Linked DNA regions of Sus scrofa: region 1 is linked to region 2. The links are chromatin contacts, called in public Hi-C maps. All regions are on one chromosome and are shown on one strand. The core of a region is the stretch at or near the end of the contact, and the rest is flanking DNA. Distances in the headings are between cores, read along the strand shown. Region 1 overlaps LOC110261090 (a long non-coding RNA gene). Region 2 overlaps SLC2A7 (solute carrier family 2, facilitated glucose transporter member 7).

Evidence for each region. A called contact is a pair of places that touch in the nucleus more often than the background predicts.
Region 1: a Hi-C map of epiblast stem cells shows a contact between it and region 2, with 1.8 times the contacts expected there. The contact joins two enhancer-like sites. A contact is called at or near these places in 2 of 47 Hi-C or Micro-C datasets (embryonic fibroblasts and epiblast stem cells).

Annotation. Positions count from the first base shown.
Region 1 is chr6:69,625,284-69,629,566 of Sscrofa11.1, reverse strand. LOC110261090 (a long non-coding RNA gene) reads left to right here. Exons shown (of 5, transcript XR_002344883.1): 2 at 1,092-1,582; 3 at 2,840-3,129. Among named protein-coding and RNA genes, the nearest start is that of H6PD, 39 kb to the left of the region's middle. Within about 2 kb of position 2,741, at least 37 of the 83 cell types and tissues checked have an H3K27ac peak or open chromatin away from gene starts, as enhancers often do. A contact at or near this core is called in epiblast stem cells, where this site is marked.
Region 2 is chr6:69,484,085-69,488,240 of Sscrofa11.1, reverse strand. SLC2A7 (solute carrier family 2, facilitated glucose transporter member 7) reads left to right here. Exons shown (of 12, transcript XM_021095281.1): 10 at 585-660; 11 at 2,595-2,722; 12 at 3,537-4,156. The coding sequence ends at 3,758. Among named protein-coding and RNA genes, the nearest start is that of SLC2A7, 18 kb to the left of the region's middle. Within about 2 kb of position 2,385, at least 5 of the 83 cell types and tissues checked have an H3K27ac peak or open chromatin away from gene starts, as enhancers often do. A contact at or near this core is called in epiblast stem cells, where this site is marked.

The sequences.
Region 1 (4,283 bases), core at 1,492-3,991, 140 kb before region 2:
AGGGATTTCAGAGAGCTGCTGGGGGATCCAGGAGACTAAGTCTGTACAAGACAGAATGGTGCCTCACATGTGTAATAAGAGCTTGACAAAGGATGGCTAAACAATGGATGTATGTATGTATGAAGTATCTGTCAATTGCTCCATAAATATCTTCTAAGATTTAAGTCAATGTCCCTCAATTAGGGAAAATGTGGATTTGATACAGAAACCAAAGAGCAACTTTAGGGGCTGGAAAACATTAAAGCTATATTTAGTTAAAATGCCCAGTCAGCATCGCAATGAGTAAACACTGAAAAGCCATTCTCCCCTTTGTACAGCGTTTTGACTTCTTACATGTATTTGCTATTTTTAATCCAGGGGTGATTTCTTCACCAACCCGACCAGTCGAGTTGAGCTTCCTTATTAAGAGAGAGGGCTTCGAAGAGTGTGCTTTGCAGACACAAGTGTTTTGCAAGAGCCGGGGGGGGGCCCTGGAGCACCCCCATATGCTCCACCTACTGGCCTGTCCACCATCGTCCCACCAAGCTGTTTTCTGATGCAGGGTTACAAGGAAGAAAGTTCTACCCTCGACCCCTCATACTTCTGCAGGGGCCCATCTAGGGCCCTGGGGCCAGTCTAGGGCTCTGTGTCCCTAGAGTCTCCACCCTCTGTGTCCATCTTCAAGGGCGTAAGAGACAGGCCGCCTTGGCCTCTTAGCTGACCCCTGCCAGGGCCCTGGCAGAATGGCTGCAGCTCTGGGGTGCCTGACCGCCTGTATTACCCTCACTGGGGTTAGATCTTTTTTTTTTTTTTCTGGTCTTTTTAGGGCTGCACCCATGGCCTGTGGATGCTCCCATATCTGGGTTGAAATCAGAGCTGTAGCTGCCAGCCTAGGCAGCTTTCTGGTCCTCAGTTTCCTCACCTGAAAATGGGGCAATACTAGTATCTATTTCACGGGGGCCGTTCTGGGGGTTGAATGAGATGACCTGGGGAGGGTTCAGAATGATGCCTCCTACACTGAGCACTCAAGTTATTATTATTGTTGTTGTTGCTATTGATAGACAAGATTAGGCAGTGACTTTTTCCCTCCCATCCCCTTGTGCTGCCACCAGGGCCATTGGCCTCCTTGAATCCTCTGGAGTCTCTGAAGATCTGCAAAAGCCTTCTTGTCTTCCACCCCATGGTGACAGGCATGGGGGGAGGCAAGAGTGGCCAGGAATTGTCCTCTCCCCTGCACTGCTGGTGTGGGGGAAACGTAGGCGGGACCTGAAGCGATGCAGCCCCCCTGGGCATTCTCACCTGGTGGCTGGCTCTTTCCTCTCTGGGACTGTTCTAGAATCCCTGGAAAAGTCTGGGAGCAGAGGCTCCTCGCAGACTCAGCCCTCTGAGCCTCAGGATGGGCCTCGGTCAAATGGGGACCGCTCACACCTGGCCTCCATTGTATCCAAATGTGATTACACATCTGGGCAGCAGCTCCCCCCCCCCCCCGTCCCCGCCCTGCCTCAAGAAGGAGCGCAAGGCGAGCGAGACTCCTGGAGCCAAGACGACCTTCACCCTTGGGTTTTGTCCGCGTGGAGAAGACAGGTGCCACAGTCCTGCTAGGGTGAGTCTGCGAGGAGGCTTTGCTTCTGCGGAAGCGCCTTCTGTCCTGAGACAGCGGGAAGCGGCGGGGTGGGGGGACACTCCTCTTTCCTTTAGACCTGGGCGCGCTGGCCGCAGGGCAGTTTGTCTCCCAAGGGTCCCCGATCTGAACCTGGTCGGATTGGCTGGGATCTGCGGAGGCTGGGGGCGGGGTGGTGGCTGGGGAGCCCCTTTCCGCACAGCAGAGTGAGGTCTCCGTGGCTGCCCGTGCCCGGCGGACGTCCTGCGCCAATCGCGGGGCAGCGCGGAAACCGTGAGAAAAAGGAGGCGCGCACCTTGCGGGCTGTCCCGCGCCTCCTCGGGTCGGGGTTGGTGCCTGCGCGAAGCCTCAGGGCGGGTGCGGGGGCTGCGGCTGGGCCCTCGGCTGAGCCGGGCCCCGCGCGGTCTCCGCCCCGCGCACCCCGGCTCTAGAGCGCCGCGCCTCGGCGATGCCCGCCGCCGGCTTCTGCGTCCCGGGACGCGCGAGCCGAGTCACTCCTGCGCCTGCAGCGCCGGAACTTGGGGCGCGGGGGGTGGGGGCGGGGTGCCGGGCCGGCGGGCGGTGGCCGCGGCGGGGTGCCTGTTTCTGGCACTCTGAGCCCTTTCCTGTCTCTATGAATCGGGGCCGCGTAGGACTTCCGAGCTCTCCGGGCTGGCAGTGTCGCGGACACAACAGGTCCAGACCCAGGACACCTCCCTCGCCTGCGTCCGGGACTCGGGTTTCTCCTTCCCTCTTCCCGGGGAGAGGCCCGCGGGCTGGGCATCGCAGCCAGCGGCCCCGCGGTTTCAGTTTGCTTTTTTACAGCACCCCCCCCCCCGGCCGGCCCGGGCTTCGGTCCCGCCGCGGTGGGCCGAGGAGCCCTTCTTTGGAAGGGTCGCGATGGCCACGGAGTCCAGTCGTCGGTTCCGGGAGCGCGCCCCGGGGACCCCGCCGCTGGCGGAGGCGAGGGGCGCTGCGCTGTCCGCGCCGTCGCCAGGGAAGCACCAACCCAGGCGGGCAACAGCGGTGGAGGCGCCCCGGGGACCCTGACTCAGGGCAGGAAGGGACCTGCCCCGTGGCCGGATGCGCCCTGTGCCCCAGCAGCGCGCTGGGCCGCCGCGCTCCCGGCCTCGGGCAGCGCGCACACCCCACCCCCTCGACGTGACACAGGCGCCTGCAGCGCCCCCGCCCCATACGCCGCGGACTGGCGCCGCCCCCCACCGGCCCTTCTGGCCCCACCTGGGCCCTTTTTCTTTTCAGGTGGAGGGAATGCTGGCCCCCGGTCTCTCTGGAGCGAGGGGACTCCACGGATCGGGGACAGGAGACACGCGTCTCCAGCCCCGGGGCCCGGCTGTGCGCGCAGGAGGGAGGACCCAGAGCGGGCTCTGCCTGGGCTTGCCTGGGCTTGTTCAGAGCCAGGCTGCTTGCCTCGGTGACTGCGCGGATCCGGGGAGATTTCGAGATTTTGCGGGAGCCTTGGAACCAAGCCCCGGGGAGGAGGCGGCTGGAAGCCCGCGCGACCTGCTCGCCCCGTCCAAGGGTGAGCCCAGGTAAACGCTCGAGTTCTCGGTCTGTGTGAAAGCTGGGAAGGGAGGCAGGAGCTAGACCAAGTGCTTTAATAATACCAGTAATGGGAACCCTGTTGAATGGTGTGGCCTCCGAGTCATAAGAAAGAAGAGTGTCCAAGAAGCAACAAAATGTTCTTTGATTTCATAATCTTTGGAAAGAAAGGATTCCTTTTTTTTTGAGTTTTGCATGGCTGGCTATTTCTTTCCTCCTCGCTCTCCATCGTGGGTACAGGAGGGCTCACTGGTCTGGGAGTGGCAATGGGGACCGTGGCTGCCCTGCTGCTGCTCACCCTCGCGGTATCCGAGCAAATACCTTGATTTCCTGAAAGTGGGGGCATCGAAACTAGCTCCCCGAGGTGCTTGTGAACTGCCTCAGAGGGGAAAAGTGCTTTGGTCGCTAAAGTAGTGTTGTGTAAGAAGTCGGGTCGGCCAATTCGAGTTTTAAGGCGAGGGACAGGAGAGGTTTGCAGTCCCACTGCCTCTCCTCCCCCTCCCCCACACCCTGCCCAGCCGGGGAGCGGCCTGTCGGGATGAAGGACTGGGAGGCAGGGCACGTCTGGTGGTTCATCCACCTGGCAAGGAGCAGCAAGAGGCAAAGCAACCTGCCCTGCTTCCGGGGGGCGGTGAGGCTGGTAGCTTGAATTCGATTCGGGACCTCCTCCTGTGCCTTTACTGTTTCTGCGCCTGATGGGGACAGGGAGCAAGGGGACAGCATGACTGGGCAGAAAGAGCCAGGGCCTGCGGCCTCCTGATGCATGGGCGCTGGTCTGCAGCTGGGAGTGGCCGGGCGTCCTGGATAAGTGCCTGGTGGAATTCTGTAGCCAGGAATCGTGTCCCGAAGGCAAGATGGTGCCCTGTAAGTTTTGTGGACCAGTTCTGCCTCTGCCCCCAGGTCTGAGAGACCATTGGGACAAATGGCCACTGCCCTGAGCCTCTGTGTAGCAATGGCCGAGGTGGGTGGGCTGAGCAGGAGGTGGGGGGGCTCCTGTATTCGTGGACATTCCCCTTGAAAGTTATCCAGGAGCAGAAGTCTGATGGGGCAGCGTCAGCTGGTACCCTGGGCCCACTGGGATCTGCTGCCTTATGTGTTGGGGTCTGTTTCCTGAGCTTCCCAAACCTGAGGACTGGCCAAGACT
Region 2 (4,156 bases), core at 1,136-3,635:
CATAACTGTCATGAAATAGTTCCCTGCGTAGTTAGTTTGGTTGAAGTCTGTGCCCTGAGTTTGTGCCATCTGCTGCCCTGGTGATGGGGAGCACAGATGGGGGTCTGCCAGCTGTCCTGGTCCAATGGCTTCTAGAAGGATTCAGTGGGATGATGTAGAGTCCAGGTCTCTGCTGAGCATCAGACGTGGGCCACTGCTTGATCCCTGAGGGACCCGAAGTCCTCCTGGCCCGTGCTCAGGCTCTCAGTGGTCACATTTGTAGGATTGAAAGGATGACATCCCCGGGGGTGGGGGTGGGGTGTCCTGAAGATTCGGTGGGTTAGCTTTGTGAAGGGCAGAGAATACGTAAGAGCTGGCGCTCCTCCTGCTGCGGTGCTCTGGATCAGGCTCTCGGAGGCCGCTGCCAGCTAGAATGCTGGCTTCATCTTCCTCCCCCTCTTACCCTCCGAAGGCCCACGTCGGTGCTCAGAAATCCCAGCGTGGCTCCTTCCTGTGGCAGGAAGGTGGGCTCACCTGCCCACAGGGGTCCTGGCCTCAGACTCTCAGAAGTCCCAGGCTGCAGACCTCCCTGCCTCTCCCCCCAGAGCGCGGTGGCTGAGCTGTCATACCTGAGTGTCATCTGTGTCTTCGCCTACATCGCCGGACATTCCATAGGGCCCAGTGAGTACCTGCCCCCCACGGCCCTCCCCCTGGACTGTGTTCTCATGACCTTCTCCCCACTCCTCCCCGGTTCCCACCCACCCGGCAGCCTTCAGCTCAGTTTACCTTTCTCCAGCCCACATTCATTCATTCAACAAACACTTCCTGGGGCACCATGCTGTACAGTAGAAAAAAAAAATGGTATTGGGGAAATAACAATTAAAAAGAAAAAAAACATTTCCTAAGTGCCAACCAGCGCCACAGCCCTGTTGCCCTCCCCCATTTCCTGAGGCTCCTAGAGGTGCCCAGCTTCAGGTCCACTGACCAGCAAGGAGGTGAGTCTCTGCAGAGAGGGAACTCTTGCCAGCCACACCCCAGGGGGGCACCTCAAGTGGCTTTGGTTCCCCACCCCCACCTCCAGCTATAGTCCCTTGTTGCTTTATCCCTTTGTCCACATGCTGGCAGGGAACTTCTCCTTGCTCTCAGGCAGCCTCCAGACCCCAGGCTCCCCCTCCCCTGTGTGTCCTCCTGAGAATTGAACCCAGTTCTCACTGCTTGGGGAAAGGCAGCTCTGACTCCTAGGATTAGAATCTTCTCAGCAGAATTATTTTATTTTATTTTATTTTGCTTTTTAGGGCTGCACCTGCGGCATATGGAAGTTCCCAGGCTAGGGGTCCAATCAGAGCTACAGCTGCCAGGCTACACTACAGGCACAGTAACACAGGATCCGAGCGCATCTGTGACCTACACCACAGCTCACGCAATGCCGGATCCTTAACCCACTGAGCTAGGCCAGGGATCGAACCCACAACCTCATGGTTCCTAGTTGGATTTGTTGCCGCTGCGCCACGATGGGAGCTCCAGAATCTTGGTTTTGAAGAAGGTGTCCATAAACCTAAATAAAGGTATTGCTCCACTAACACACACTGAGGGAACACCTGCTTCGCCTGTGCTGTGCCAGGCAGGGGATATAGCTGTGAACCCACCCAAGAGTCATGTCGAAGGATGTTGAAGTGGGAGTTTCCCAGCATGCCTCCAGTGTGGAGGCAGGAGAGCCTGTTGGGCACAGGGTTGTGTGTTTGGGGCCATTGCGCCCCCACTGAAGGGAGCCGCTGTGCTTCTCCTGGCCTCAGGATCCTCCGGGAAAAACATGGCTCATCCCCTCTGCTGGGGGCAGATCGTGGACTGACTGACACGTGAGCCGCTTGGCTGCCAGTCCTGGGGGACAGGAGGAGGGGGACAGCATGGGTAGCTTCCTCACCGCTGCCCCCTCTGGGCACAAAGCCCTGAGGAAAGGGCCCCCTCCTCACCAGCTTGCAGGAGTTTTCCACTTGACAGCCCAAGGGCAGCTCATTCCAAGGCTCTGAATCCCTTTCCCTTCCCACCCACTGAAACTGCATTTTCAAGGTGGCCATTTCCACCCTCCTACTGAGGGCTGGGAACTGATTGGGAAGAGACAGAATCTTATGCTTTTTATGTACAAAGACTTAGCTAGACATACTGTATACAAACAGATATATCTCTCTTATTAAAACTTCACGAGGGCTGGTGATTAAGGAGGGAAATGGCTTTAAACATTTTTGGCAAGTCTCCGCAATGAAGAAAGTTTGGAAACCGCACTAAGGCAGGGTGCCTGCCATTCCCAGATCTACCACAGGGGGCAGCACTTCCCAGGCACCCGCGCTTGTTCAGCTCGGCTCCCCTTCCGCGTCTGAGAATTTCAGGATGTGGGGGAGAGTGGCCTTGGTGTGACCTTGAGACCCTCAGAGGCTCAGCTTGGAGCTAAGCTGTGGGTGCACCGCGGAGCAGCCCGGGGGATGAAAGCAGCTGGCTGAGAGATGTGCGCTTCCTTCCTTGGCATTTGCAACAGATTGTGCTCCGAGGGGGGCGTGGGTTTGGGACCGGAGCCCTCCGTGCCCCTCTCTAGTCCACTCTCCTGTGCTCTCTGCCCCGAGGTCCTGTCCCCTCCGTGGTGAGGACAGAGATCTTCCTGCAGTCCTCGCGGCCGGCCGCCTTCTTGGTGGACGGGGCTGTGCACTGGCTCACCAACTTCATCGTGGGCTTCGTGTTCCCATCCATCCAGGTGAGGGGACGCCCTTGGGGAGTGGGGGGGGGAGGGGCCGCCCCTTCCCCCACTCCCTGCCCCAGCCCCAAGCCAAAGGAGATTCAGGAAATAGGGGGGCCCCTTCTGCTAGGAACATCTGCCGAGGGGACAAGGCCGGGCACTGCTCTTGGGCAAGTTCAAGGTCCATAAGACACACGTGGAACCACTTGGGCCAAACTATAACTACACCGGTTTCCCGCCTTCTGAAGAGAGCTCCCCGAAGCCAGGCCCTGAAAGGCTGATTATATAGGGGCTCTGGTTGGCCAAGGTCAAAGCTAGCTAGAGGAGTTTCCATCGTGGCTCAATGGTTAACGAATCCGACTAGGAACCCTGAGGTTGCAGGTTTGATCCCTGGCCTTACTCAGTGGGTTAAGGATCTGGCATTGCCGTGAGCTGTGGTGTAGGTCGCAGACGCGGCTCGGATCCGGCGTTGCTGTAGCTGTGGTGTAGGCCGGCAGCTACAGCTCCGATTAGACCCCTAGCCTGGGAACCTCCATATGCCGTGGGTGCGGCCCTAAAAAGACAAAAAAAAAAAAAAATCTAGCTAGAGCCAGGGAGAGGGAGCGAGTGGGGGGGTTCAAGTTTAGAGGAGATGGTGGCCCTGTTGTTAGAAGGCAGCATCCTTTGTGATATGAGAGCAGAAACCGATTTTCTAGCTACTCCAGTCCTCTGGGAGCAAAGTAGAACTGGTCACCAAGAAACCCCTGTGGGACTCACAAAAGCCTCACCCAGAGCTGTTCCTGTCGTGTCTCTCTTCCTCCACCCCCTCCTGTTCTCTGGTCTCTTGGCTTAGGAGGTCATTGGCGCCTACAGCTTCATCATCTTTGCGGGTATCTGCCTCCTCACGGCTGTTTACATCTATGAGGTCATTCCTGAGACCAAGGGCCGAACATTTGTGGAGATAAACCGAATTTTTGCCAAGAGAAACAAAGTAGAGATTCCAGAGAAAGGAGAAGAAGTCACAGATGCTGGCCGTCACCTTCCATCTCTCCCTGCCAAAGAGACGTCCTTTTAGTGGCCCTTCAAGGCTTCCTTCTCTGAGGAGGGGAACTCTCTGCCCCAGGTCCTGAGGGAGGGTAATAGCCGTGAGGTTTCCTGCCCGAGGCGGCAGCAGTGGGAAGCCAGTGGGATGTTTGGTCCCTGATTTGGTTGAGAAGTGGGTGGTTAGCCACCAACGCTAACCCTGGGAGGAATGACGTAGGGGATGGGCAGGTTTGTGAGAATTGATCAGCAAGAATAGATTCTCTGCTTCTACATCAGCATCAAAACTTGAGTGATGGATGGATGCCTTTTTTTTTTTTTTAAAGACTGAACCCGCAGCACATGGAAGTTCCTGGGCCAGGGATTGGGTCCAAGCCATAACTTCAACCTATGCTGCAGGTGCAGGAAGGCCAGATCCTTTAACCCACTGCA